Regions from separate parts of the Mus musculus genome. Here all the other regions are linked to region 2. The links are chromatin contacts, called in public HiChIP or PLAC-seq and promoter capture Hi-C maps. All regions are on one chromosome and are shown on one strand. The core of a region is the stretch at or near the end of the contact, and the rest is flanking DNA. Distances in the headings are between cores, read along the strand shown. Region 1 overlaps Nctc1 (non-coding transcript 1). Region 2 holds the start of Lsp1 (lymphocyte specific 1). Region 3 has its middle 31 kb from the start of Krtap5-4.

Region 1 (3,677 bases), core at 319-2,818, 93 kb before region 2:
ACATTTGTCTCTTCCCTAAGACTGCACATCTCTCTTGGGGGGAGGGGAGGTGCTGTTAGTGGGGGGAGCTTGGCACTGAGCCCAGTAATCACCCAAGGAAATTATAATGTGGAGCAGAAAGGGATCCTTCAGCTGCTCATCAAAATGATGGAAACACCAGAAAAGCTGAACAAGGAACTGGGCAGCTTGAAGTGTTGTTCACTTAGCTGGGCAGGCAAATTCCTGCAGTCCCATGTAGGGGCTGCAAAGGGGGTCCACAAGGGCTTTGAGGGTCTGGGAAGGTGACAAGGTGCTTGTGGGAGGGCTAGGGACCAGTGGACTAGGATGAAGGCAGCTATTTATCCAACAGCAGTGGAGAAGGAGGTAAAGACACTTGTGAAAGACTGGACAAGGGACAAAGTCCATTCAAGGAAGCCAGAACAAGGAGCAGACGCCTGATGCCCAAGGGCAAAGCTGGCAAGGCACACACAGCCTGGACTTGTGGTACCAAGGCTGATATTCCTGAAATGATGAAGACTGGAAAGGCAGCTTTGCTTAGAATTGGGATGAGCTGGGCCTAGTGCCCTGCTCCCACACCTCAGTCGTCTGCCTGCCTGCCTGCCTGCCTGCCCTCCCACTGGTGTGGGCCTTCTGGATTCCATCAGGTACCACAGCAATCTGGCTGTGACATAATGAGGCAGGCTGGGGTCAGCGGGGTGACCTTTCATGGCCCCAATGTTTGGAAATCCCCAAATCAAAATGACCCAACAGACAAGCTTGAGAGTAGATTTCCCAAGTGGCCCCTTCAATTACCAAGAGAGGAAAACAGCAGGCCCCAGCCATTACCAGTCTCCACAGACGGGACAACTCAGGCCCAGAGAGGTCCCAAGCAGGCCTGCTTAGCTTTAAGCAAAGGTAAGCCAGGCAGCCTGGAGAGAACACACACCAGGCAAAGGCCAACGGAGAAGTCCATGATTGAGGGGTTCAGGCCCCACGATTCTGTAAGCTATGGTACCAATCTGAAAGCCATAGCAGATCTGGGCTTGGGGCAGAAGGGAGGCCATGAGAGGGTTAACTTATAATAGCTCAACCGGGGCTGGAGAACAGCATGCACTAAGGGCTGAATGAGGCAGGGTTGCAGGACAGCCACCCCCAGCCCAGAGTTTTGTAAGCCAACATTCTTCTTTTGTGTCCTTCCTCTCCAGGTGTTATTTGGAAAAAAAAAAAAAAAAGAAAAAAGAGAAAAAAAAAAGCCACTTCAAACTTCATACAAAAAAGCTTCACGCTGAAAATTTAATGTAGAAACCCTGTAATCGCTTTTCCAGAGATAAGACACGGCCAGGAGGGGAACACGATCCCTATAGCATAGAAAGCAGCCGGGGAGGCAGGGCCTGAGGCTGTGAGGCACAGGCTGTGGGGCTGGGGGTGGGGGTGGGGGTGGGAGGTGGAGGAAGAGGCAAGAGCAAGAAGGCCACCTTGGGGGCACAACCATCATGGAGACACTTGAGCCTTCTAAAAGGCTATTGGCCTTCTGTGTACATAGGCGCTCCTTCTTTGGGCAGGACCCTTCGGCCCCAGGAAGCTCGAGTTTCACAGTGACGCCATGGCCTCTTGACCAGCAGCCTCGGAGACTAATTTGGGGTCCTGGAAGGCTCAGGTTGGGAACAGCTAAGCTTCAAAGGGCAGTTAGGCCAGCAGGGTATCTGACCTCTCCTGGAGGGAGATGTCCTGTTGCCTCCTGGTCAGCAGCGCCACCATTGCCCAATACTTGGGGACACCATGCTCCCACTGCCCCCTACCACCACACGGCCCTGGGTACACACAGCCCTCAAACCCACTAAGGCTTGGTTGTAGATGGTGAGACCAAGAACTCCCCTCGTCCCTAGGCATAAGCTTCCCAAGACAAAGAACTGAAAACGCCTGGCTCTTGCCTCAGCCCCCTATCTCCTGTGAGCAGACCCAACTCGTTTAGGCTGTTCCCCACCCAGAAAAATATCAGAAAACAGGCTAGGAGAACACAGAGCCTGGGACCTCCCTGACAGGAAGGTATGGGGTGGGGGTGGGCTGCTCTGGCGGGGGCCCTGGGTGTGTTTGCGCCAGACCTGCAGTTCTGCAGCAACATTCCATGGGTGGGGGTGGAGGAAGGCGCCATGTGGAACCAACTGGCCTGGCTTGGGGGCAGGAGGCCCCCCAAGCAGTGAGCCCAGCTGGGCATGCTTGCTCCTCTACTGCCCCCTTTAGGTAGCCCAAGGCTCAGAACCAGCTCCCCCAGAGACCATGCTGAGCACTTAGCCACCCAAAAAGTGGGATCCTGTGTCCAACAGAAGAAACTAAGACACAGAGACCTCTAAAGGGGAAGGGGGAATGCTGTCCTCTGAATTAATAGTCCCAGACCCTCCTGAAGTCAGTGGGGAGGGACTGGGGATATAGCCTAGTGGGTAGAGCCTGGTATGTACGAAACCCTAGGTTTGATCTACACTACATAAGCTGGACATGGTGGCACATGCCTGTAGTCTCAGAACTGAAGAGGCGGCAGCAGGAGAATGGGACCTTCAAGGCCAACCTCGGCTATATAACAAATTCAAGGCCTGTCTCAAAAATGAAACAACAAAAATAAAAAACTTGCGGAGGGAAGAGATACCACATAGCTCTCTGCATGATCCCAAGATCTTGGGAGCTCTGATCTCTACCTTGGGACCAGCCCACACTCACCCAAGCCCCACATTGACTCCCCCATAGCTCTATATGGCATACTAACTTGGCAGGAATAAGCAGGGCACACATGGTCAGGCAGAACCCTCACAAAGTCAGTACTTGCTTCTCTCAAACATGGCTATGGTTTTCTTTGTTGTCCACCCCACCAAGAAGACATCATAGGCTAAGGATGCTGTTTGCCTGTCCTTCCTAGTGTTGCCAGGACAATGACACAGAGGTCCAAGAAAGAGTCATAGCTCAGAGGTAACTGAATAGTGCTAGGAGCGCCGTGCCAATGTCAGGTGCCCTGTACCCTCTCAGGACTCTCATACCCTGGCCCCAGCTCTTCCAGACTCATCAAGAATATTCCATGAGCTCCATAGGCAAGCACGTGGCTCAGTTTGCCAGACTATGTCCGTCAGACTGGCGCCAGCTCTTAAGCCCCATGTCCCCACTTGGTCACTCTGTCCCTCTTTAGAGCCTCTGGCCACTTAAGTCTTAGGTCCAGTCTCCCAAATGGGAGCACCCTGCCCTTTTCCACTACATCCCCCACAACTTTACAAAGATGAGTGTTTCTGGCACCCCTATCTGCAATGTTTTCCTGCATCCTGGGGTCCTCCCAGTCTTTGGTCCCCACAGTTGTTCATTGCAGGCAGTGGGTGGAGACCCTAGGGTGGGAGGAAGAGCTTGTGAGAGAGCAGAAACATGTAAGAAACATTGCCCTTCTCTCTATCTAGGTCATGAGTGAGACACCAGTCTTGGAGATTTAGATGTCTCTTCTCAGTCCCTTTCTGGGGCACCTGCATTTTTTTTTTTTTGTAGCATGGGGGACCCAAGAAATAGTCCCTGAAACCTTGCAAAGTCTAGCAACAATACGCACCATTCTGACCGGGGCCATATTGACAGACAGGAGCAACTGTGAATACTCTTAAGAGGCATTTCTATTTCGGCAGAGGGGCGGGCTTCCCGCCATCTCGAGGGCCATCCGATATTTTCGGATAAAG
Region 2 (3,932 bases), core at 109-2,608:
AGGAGACAGACTTCATAGAGCCTTTCTGGGAACAACATGGCCCTGGAATCCCAAGGCTGGCACAAGGGTGCTGACCCAGACCAGGCCAGTCTCTGCTTAGCCTCAGACTCCTTTCCTAGCCTGAGGGTTCCTTGGACAACTTTCTAACCAGGGTCCAAATGCAAAGCAATAGTGTGGAGACCCCCCAACATGCACCCCTCAAAGTGAGGTTTCTTCCCATTATCATTGATAAGGATTGAGGAATTGCTGTTCCTGCCCAAGATCTGGCGTCCGGCTTGCGAACTGCAGAGACCCTGCAACCCCTGCTAAGGTGGGCCTTATCTCCTTGAGCCTGTGGCTGAACCCTAAGAGTCACACTCTCCCTGGCAGCCTGGCAGCTCCGGTAGCAATTTTATGTTTTACCTCTTTCTTCCCCTTCCTCTTACACACCTGGACCGCAGCCCCCACATCCTGCTCCCATGAGGCTGCTAGCCTCTGACCTGTCCCCAAGACCTGACACCCTCTTCTGAGACCTGTTCCTGGGACAGGGCAGGGCAGGCACCAATGGCCTGGCTTGGTCTCCATGTCTACCCACTAACAGCTTCCCTTCTCATTACCCCCACCCCCACCTTATGACCCAACACAGGAAAGACAGGGAACACCCTTCACATCCCTTTAAATTGCAGATGCCCTTAAGCAGCTGACAGCCTAAAGGCCTCTGCCCAGCCCTGTCTGTTGCAGGGCAGTGGCCCCCTTTACCTTTGCCAATGTTCATTCCCATACCCACTGTACTTAACAACAGTGCCTGGTCCATAAGACACCATTGACCTTCTCTATCCTCACATAGCAGCTTTGGGAACCCCTGAGGCCTGGTCACCTCTCAGTATCTTAAGGCAGGCCAGACCCCTCAGACAAGCCTATAGGTGCATGAGGTCAGGATTCCTAGGCCTAGTTTCTCCCAACACAGCTACTGCTCTCTCCTGCTGTTCAGGCCATATCCAGCCACTCCCAGTCCCTTCCACACCAAGCATCCATCTTCTCTATTCTGGCTATGAACCCTAGCCAGGAAGATAGCCTTTCCCAGTTAGGCCAAGCTGCAGAGGGAGATAGAGGAGATACACACCTCTCTGGTAAGAGAGGGTTTCTGAAGGCTATCTAAGTCCTATCTGAGATTCTGCCTACTCAGCACTTGGCACAAAGCAAACTGCCCATAGTGGAACTCACCCTTCGCTGTCTTCTGCATGGAGCTCTTCCTGTTCCTCGCATCTGGGATCGATGGCAGCCTCCGCCATGGGCCTGGTGTCTTCGGTGTGGGTGCACTTGTTATGGCTCCTGGTGTTTCTCTGTAGATGGGCGGTGGCCTAGAGCCTCAGCCCCCCACCCTTCCCGCCCCAGGTTTCACTTCCTCCTTCCTGTAGCAGGTTGAGGTTTGAAACCTATGGGGCTTGGGTTTTTTTTTTTTTTTTCCTATGTTGCTGCAACAGAAGAAGAGTTAAAACAAAACAAAACAAAACAAAAAAACAAAAAACCAAAAACCAACTAAACCCAAACCACTCATCAGGAAGTGTTGAGCAAGCAAGCTATAGCCTCCTGGAATGACAGAAAAGGGCTGAGGGTAGAGGTGAGTAAGGCTACTCCTTGCAACTCTGGTCCATAGACCTGAGAGTAGCTATGTCTCCCACAATGTCCAGAATTCATGGTCCCTTTAGTGTCCGTGGACTGCTTTCAATTGCTTTGCATGGAAATCTTCTGTGCTTCCAAGTGTGCTCAATGAACATGGTGGAACTAGTTCTTGATGCTTCAAGGTCATGGCCTTGGACACTCTTAGTTAGCCTTTGCTCCCCAGCCATGTCCAGGGTCCCACATGTGGTGCTCCCCTAGTCTGTGGTTCTAGAGCTTGTCTCTATCTGTCTCCATTCCTAGCTGCTGGACGCTCTTGTCTCCCTGCTCCATCAGCTCTCTCTAATCCTGCCTCTGTGCTCTGGGCATTTGGAACCAGTCGAAGAGTCGGTTGATGTTCCCAGCTATGCTGGGGTGGGTCATGGGTTCTCCTGAGAGGCAGCACCAGAGGAAGGACTGAGGCTTTTGGGAGGGAACCAAAGGGACTATAAAGGAATGATGGGGAATGTGATAGCCAGATCCCAAAGTCCCGGGACTTGGGCTAAAGTGTCACTGGGCCAAGTTGAGGCAGCCACAACATGGTAGAGACTCTCTCTTTGAAGCTTGCTGACCCAAGAGATAGAAAGAAAGGAGCCAGTGCCCTATTTCCCAGCACTGGGCAATGAGTGACCTCGGAAATCTCACTATGAGGTCTTACAGGAGAAGTGCAGAAAGGCAAGAGAGCCTTAGGGTGTTGGGAAACTTAGTAGAAGCTGTAGAGTATCATCTAGAGGTAGACCTGTGTTTGCAAGCCTGCCTGACTGCAGGGAGCCCTTTCTTATCCACATGGTCCAGTGGAGGCAAAGCCTTGCTTACTCTATCCCAGTCCTGAGGAGGGGGCAACAGGAAGAGTGAGTATTGTTCAGCAGACTGGGCAGGACACCTGCCTGCTTTTTCTTCAGCCTCCTCTCTCTCTCCTTTTGCACTTTGCTTCCTTGGGACCCTCCTAAGTGCTCTGTTGATAAGTGGCTGGGAATGCATTTGGCAGGTGACAGAGTTATGCCACTTCTGTCCTGACACCTCTTAAGAGGTTTTCACTGGTTCCTATGTCTGTCACAGGGCCTCGCCATCCAGGCACCTTATCGGTGCATTCCAGCCACTAATCTATGAACTTTCTGTGGCCTGTTTGTCCTTAGGGCTGGGGGATGGAGAGGTGGAGACCATTGGCTACCTACAGACTGGATTGGTTTCATAGTTTTCAGGACCTCAAATCCAGCAGCTAACATCTTTCAGATGGAAATTCAGACCCTAATAGCACAGACCCTTCAAGCCTGCAGAGCCAGCTCTGCCCAAGGGGAAAACCCCAGTCTGGTTCTCTCAAAGCTGAAGTGTTTATAAAGTCAGCCCCAAGAGTAGCAGTGTGGAAGGCAGGACTCCTGAGAGGAGATGGGTCTTACACCCAGGTCATATCACAGGAGTGACTTTCCTGTAAAAGTAAATCGTAGGGTGGCAAGATGGCTCAGGAGGCAAAGGTGTTTGAGACCAAGCTTGATGATCTGAGTTCAATCCATCGGACCCACACGGTGAAAGGAGAGAACCAATTCCTACAAGTTGTCCTCTGATCTCCATACACATGCCCTGGCACATACACAGCAGAATTATCTGGGAATTCCAGACACTGCTATATGACCTCCCTTTGGCCTGCTGGTTGGTTTTTATGGCTAAAGGACAGGCAGGCAGAGGCCATTGGCCACCTATAGGTTGGACTGACTTCCTAATTTTCAGGCCTCTGATCTAACAGCAGCTAACATTTTCCAAACAGAAATTTCGACCCTACCAGCAGAGATGCGTGTGTGTGTGTGTGTGTGTGTGTGTGTGTGTGTGTGTGTGTGTGTGGTGTGTGTGGTGTGTGTGTGTGTGTGTGTGTGTGTGTGTGTGTGTGTGTGTGTTTATATGAGCCCTTCCTAATGGGTTGTTTTGCCACTTGGTGGGCATTAAGAAGGCCTCACCAGGAGTCACCCCATGTTCCTGTATGTCCAGCCTCCAGATATGTAAGCATGTCTTTGTTGTTTATAAGTCACTCTGCCTCAGGGATACTTTGTAGCAGCAGAAAGCACATTAAGATCCCTGGGACATGTGGGTGCTATGTGAGCTGCCTCATTCATTATTTTAGTCCCATTTGAAATGGGAGATTTTTACCTTTTCTGAGTTTCATGCAGACCCCAGCCATCAAAGAGGGTGCCCCTGCATTCCTGGCCTGTCTCCATCTTCCCAGACTGATGCAGAGGCTGAGCCCTCCCATTAAGGATTGGATTGCATATTCCAAGATGCATATGTTGAAGCCTTAAACCTCA
Region 3 (3,577 bases), core at 242-2,741, 130 kb after region 2:
GTGGGGTTGATAAAGACACTGACCTCTGGATTCCACACATGTGCAAGCACACATGAACACACAGATATGATCAGGAATCTGCTACTGCCACCATACAGTTCTGTAGGATAGAGGCCAGAATCAAGTGCCACAGGGTCATGTTTTGGTAAAAGACTATCCTGTCTGCCTATTCCAGCTTCTGGCAACTGCTAGGTATACTGTCATGTTCATGTGTTCTCAGTCTTGGTGACCCTCCTCACACGGTCCTGTCCTCTATATCTCCCATAGGCCAGGACTCAGGATCAGCTCAGGTCTCAGAAAAAGGGCAAGACTCAAAATCAGGGCACCACTGGGGATCAGAACAGGCCTGGAGGTCAGGGCAAGAGTTAGGATTAGGGCAGGACTCGGGATTAGCATATCCCTGGGGATCAGAGAGGATATCAATACCGGGGTACGAATCAGAATTTCTCAGATCCTGTGGTGTTCTGGTTGGATGGATGGAGGACTCCTGAAGCTTAAGAACTTGGGTCCTGCAGAACTGGCTGACTCAGGTTTATTCAGGGCACCTTATGGTCACGGATGGCACTGCCTGGTTGGCTGGCAAACATGGAGACTCGTGGAAGCAGGCACAGCACAGACCACCTGGCAGGGAGCCACTGGGACCAGCTTGGCTGGCTGGCAGGCAAGCACAGTAACTAGAGCATCGAGAGCCACAACGGTGGAGGGCTTGTCCCCATCCTGTGCACAGGACAGCGGCCATTCCAGAAGAGAAGCACCATATGGTCAGCCCGGTAAACACTAGAAAGAGCCAAAGTACATGGGTGCCTATATATGTAGAATTTCATCAGGGTCAAGGGGACCCTGTCGGTGTGTCCGTAGGCTCCTGCAGTAGCCAGAGCACAGGCATGGATAGACATACACTAAAAACCTAGTGGTGGTGTTGATATGGACTCAGGACCTCGCCTGCATCTGAGGATCCTGGAGCAAAATGGAAGCTTATCTTCTAGGAGGGGCTCAGACAGGAAGCTGGGTGCTCCACCCAGGGTGTCTGTGTGCTCTCGACGAGGAGCAGCATTCTACCCCAGGAGCATCTCAGCCCCTCAGATGGAAGACACACATTGCTCTGCATTCATGGAGAAGGCCACGGTGACCATCCTACCCACCTCTTTCTACAGTGGAGTCTACGGGTGGGCCAGCGTCTAGTCTCTTATAGAACCAGCACCCTTCTCCCCAACTACCGGCTTTCAGCAATCACAGAAGGTCTATGGCACTTTATCTTGTCTACTTTTTAAAGCCAGTTTGATGGGGAGGAGAGCTTTGGAAATCAGAGGTCATGATGATCAAATTGCCAGCTCTCTGTGAGAGGCCAATTTGTCCTCTCCCTGTCATCTTGGGTTCCTGAAGCTGGGTCTCCATCATCTGCTGCCTCCTCTTTCCTAGGCATAGTCTGGCCCTCCTGTGAGTCTGCAGAAGCTGCTTCTGGAAGAGCTCAACAAAGAACCTGTTTAGACAAGAGCACTTTGAGTAGTGCATGAGCGCCCCCTGGTGGCTGTGTGCTCCGAGCCTGTGGTCTGGACAGGACAGAATCTGGCTTTGAAGGCACTGAGGCAGGGACCACCGGTCCAGCAGTGAGAGTTCAGAACCCAGCAGTGGGTGCCTGAAGGGTGCTGCTTGTTTAGGCTGGTCTGTGGAGGTCTTCACTGGCCCATTTGTAAGCCTGATTGCTAGGTGCTCTGGTCTCCTATTCTTTCCCCCATGACCTATGCCCTAAAGAGTCCCTGAGGTAATTCACGTAATTCAGGCCCTGCAGGGAGAGGCTGACAGGGAAACAGGGCAGAGGCTCAGGTATCAACATGGACTTCTGGGAAGGCAACAGCTTCTTCTTGGAGTATTGCCAACTGTTCTGGGCCCCTCAGTGATCTTGCTGGACCCTGTCCTGCCCCCTGTATACTCCACTTAAATCCACAAGGAAACCATTCTGCCTACCCCCTATTCCTTCTGCAACATCTTGCTCCTTGTGGTCCCTCTGTCACTGACAAGTCCCTGTGTCCATGATGGACACCACCTGTCATCCCAGCTTTGCTCAAGCTTTCTCCCTTTCCTCTACTTTATCCAGCTGGGACAGATGTGACATGCAGGTGACAGAGACAGAACTGCTGGCCTGCAAACGGGAAATACTGAGGCTGAAAGGGCTTCACCCAATGGCAGAAAGGACAACTTGTGGAAGGCCTTTCCCAGCCAAAACCTCTGCTCCCACTCCTATTCTGAAGGGTGACAGCAAAGGTGAAAAGGAGAGACATAGTTAGCCATCTTTGTTTAGGGTCCCCACTGAAGGACATGAATTCATGTGAGGATTGAGGGTTCATCTTCTGATGTGGAGAGAGGACGCAGGAGCCCCTGAGGCAGTCTCACCAGTGGAATGGAGGACCCTGGACTGATGAGGAAGCAGGAGGAAAGAAGCGTTGTCCTCCAGTGGGGGAAGACTGGGGTGGGTCATCAGGTCATCACAGAGTTGCTGAGAACAGGAAGCTCTGAATGTATCTGGCCCTCAGCTCCTGTGGCCAGCGGCTAGACAGCATTCAAGCAAGTCATAGACCCTGTGGCTATGCTCAGTCTCTGCTTCTAGAATATTCCAGAGAGCTCGGGTTCCTACTGAGTCCCCTGGCCCTGTTGAGGACATGAGAATGAAACAAAACTTGGTCCTTCTTTGGGGCCTGTGCCCACCATGGCCTGTGTCCCATGTCTTGGGTTGTCCATATCTCCACAGCCCACTCACCCGAATTGCCCACTCTGAGGCCTGGCCAGGAACTTTGGGTCCCCATGAGGGGCCATATGGTTCTGGAAGACTCTCAGGATGCCTCTGACCCTCCCAAAGGGGCCCAGGGAGACCTGCAAAATGTCACAGAAAAATGAAAGGCAAGGAGAGGGAGAGACAGCTGCGGCCTCCTGTAAACAGCCTGATTTCCCAATGCGAACCAGATTGTGGCCTGGGACCTCAGGTAAACATGTGCGTCAGCAGCCCCAGCCCCCCACCGCCCAGGAGGCCCAGGGTCTGCAAGGCCCAACTCTGGGATGCATCACCGTCACCGCCCAGACGGTTCCTAATTAGGCAAAATTAGGCCTCGCATTCCTCCAAAATCCCCAAGATCTCTGCAATTTCAGGTCTTCCCCAAAGGAAAACACTGAGTAATTAAACAGCGTGAGCAAGAATGGTATAGAATGTTCTCTGGCTGAGGAAGCAGCTCTGCTTTCCCACCCACCTTGGCTGGACAGAGGATCTGCTGCTGGGAAGTGGATTAACCATGGCCTTGTTCTCAGGGCCTGGGTGGCCGTGGGCCTGGGGGAAGGGGGCAGCCAGCCCTGGGCCTGGATCTCTGCTAGTGGGGGTGTGGGGGGTGGGGTGGGGCAGTTAGGCTCCTGTGGCCTGTGCCTTATGTGTTGTATATGTTGATGGGAGTCTGGAGGAGTGAAGGTGTAGTGGGTAGAGGTATGTGTGCGTGTGTGATATGTAACTGTAGGTGTATGTTGGGTGTGGGGTAGGGGTGTGGGGTATATGTGTGATATGTGTATGTGTGTGTGATGTGTGTGTGTCTGTGAT

What was found. Promoter capture Hi-C pulls out the DNA fragments that hold promoters and counts their contacts. HiChIP or PLAC-seq counts read pairs in DNA pulled down with a chosen protein or histone mark.
Region 1: a contact with region 2 is called in a promoter capture Hi-C map of second pharyngeal arch cranial neural crest, with 3 times the contacts expected there. The contact joins the enhancer-like site here to the promoter of Lsp1 in region 2. A contact is called at or near these places in 6 of 39 promoter capture datasets (the HPC-7 cell line, cranial neural crest, frontonasal cranial neural crest and 3 more), 2 of 484 Hi-C or Micro-C datasets (both in muscle stem cells) and 2 of 115 datasets of contacts at active chromatin or transcription factors (differentiating embryonic stem cells and double positive thymocytes).
Region 3: a contact with region 2 is called in an H3K27ac HiChIP or PLAC-seq map of double positive thymocytes, with 4 times the contacts expected there. The contact joins the enhancer-like site here to the promoter of Lsp1 in region 2. A contact is called at or near these places in 24 of 39 promoter capture datasets (3T3-L1-derived adipocytes, the C10 cell line, the HPC-7 cell line and 14 more), 7 of 484 Hi-C or Micro-C datasets (the C2C12 cell line, the HL-1 cell line, bone marrow-derived macrophages and 4 more), 12 of 115 datasets of contacts at active chromatin or transcription factors (the HL-1 cell line, the HPC-7 cell line, bone marrow-derived dendritic cells and 7 more) and 4 of 9 other capture datasets (adipose tissue, liver, macrophages and 1 more).

Annotation. Positions count from the first base shown.
Region 1 is chr7:142,551,217-142,554,893 of GRCm38.p6, reverse strand. All of the region lies in intron 2 of Nctc1 (non-coding transcript 1), which reads left to right. Among named protein-coding and RNA genes, the nearest start is that of Nctc1, 5.5 kb to the left of the region's middle. RefSeq lists enhancers at 81-3,328, 3,518-3,677. Within about 2 kb of position 1,568, at least 47 of the 459 cell types and tissues checked have an H3K27ac peak or open chromatin away from gene starts, as enhancers often do.
Region 2 is chr7:142,458,238-142,462,169 of GRCm38.p6, reverse strand. It overlaps Lsp1 (lymphocyte specific 1), which reads right to left and starts at 1,358. Exons shown (of 11, transcript NM_001136071.2): 1 at 1,204-1,358. The coding sequence starts at 1,271.
Region 3 is chr7:142,332,390-142,335,966 of GRCm38.p6, reverse strand. It overlaps a transcript of Ifitm10 not described here. Among named protein-coding and RNA genes, the nearest start is that of Krtap5-4, 31 kb to the right of the region's middle. Within about 2 kb of position 1,491, at least 32 of the 459 cell types and tissues checked have an H3K27ac peak or open chromatin away from gene starts, as enhancers often do. A contact at or near this core is called in bone marrow-derived macrophages and double positive thymocytes, where this site is marked.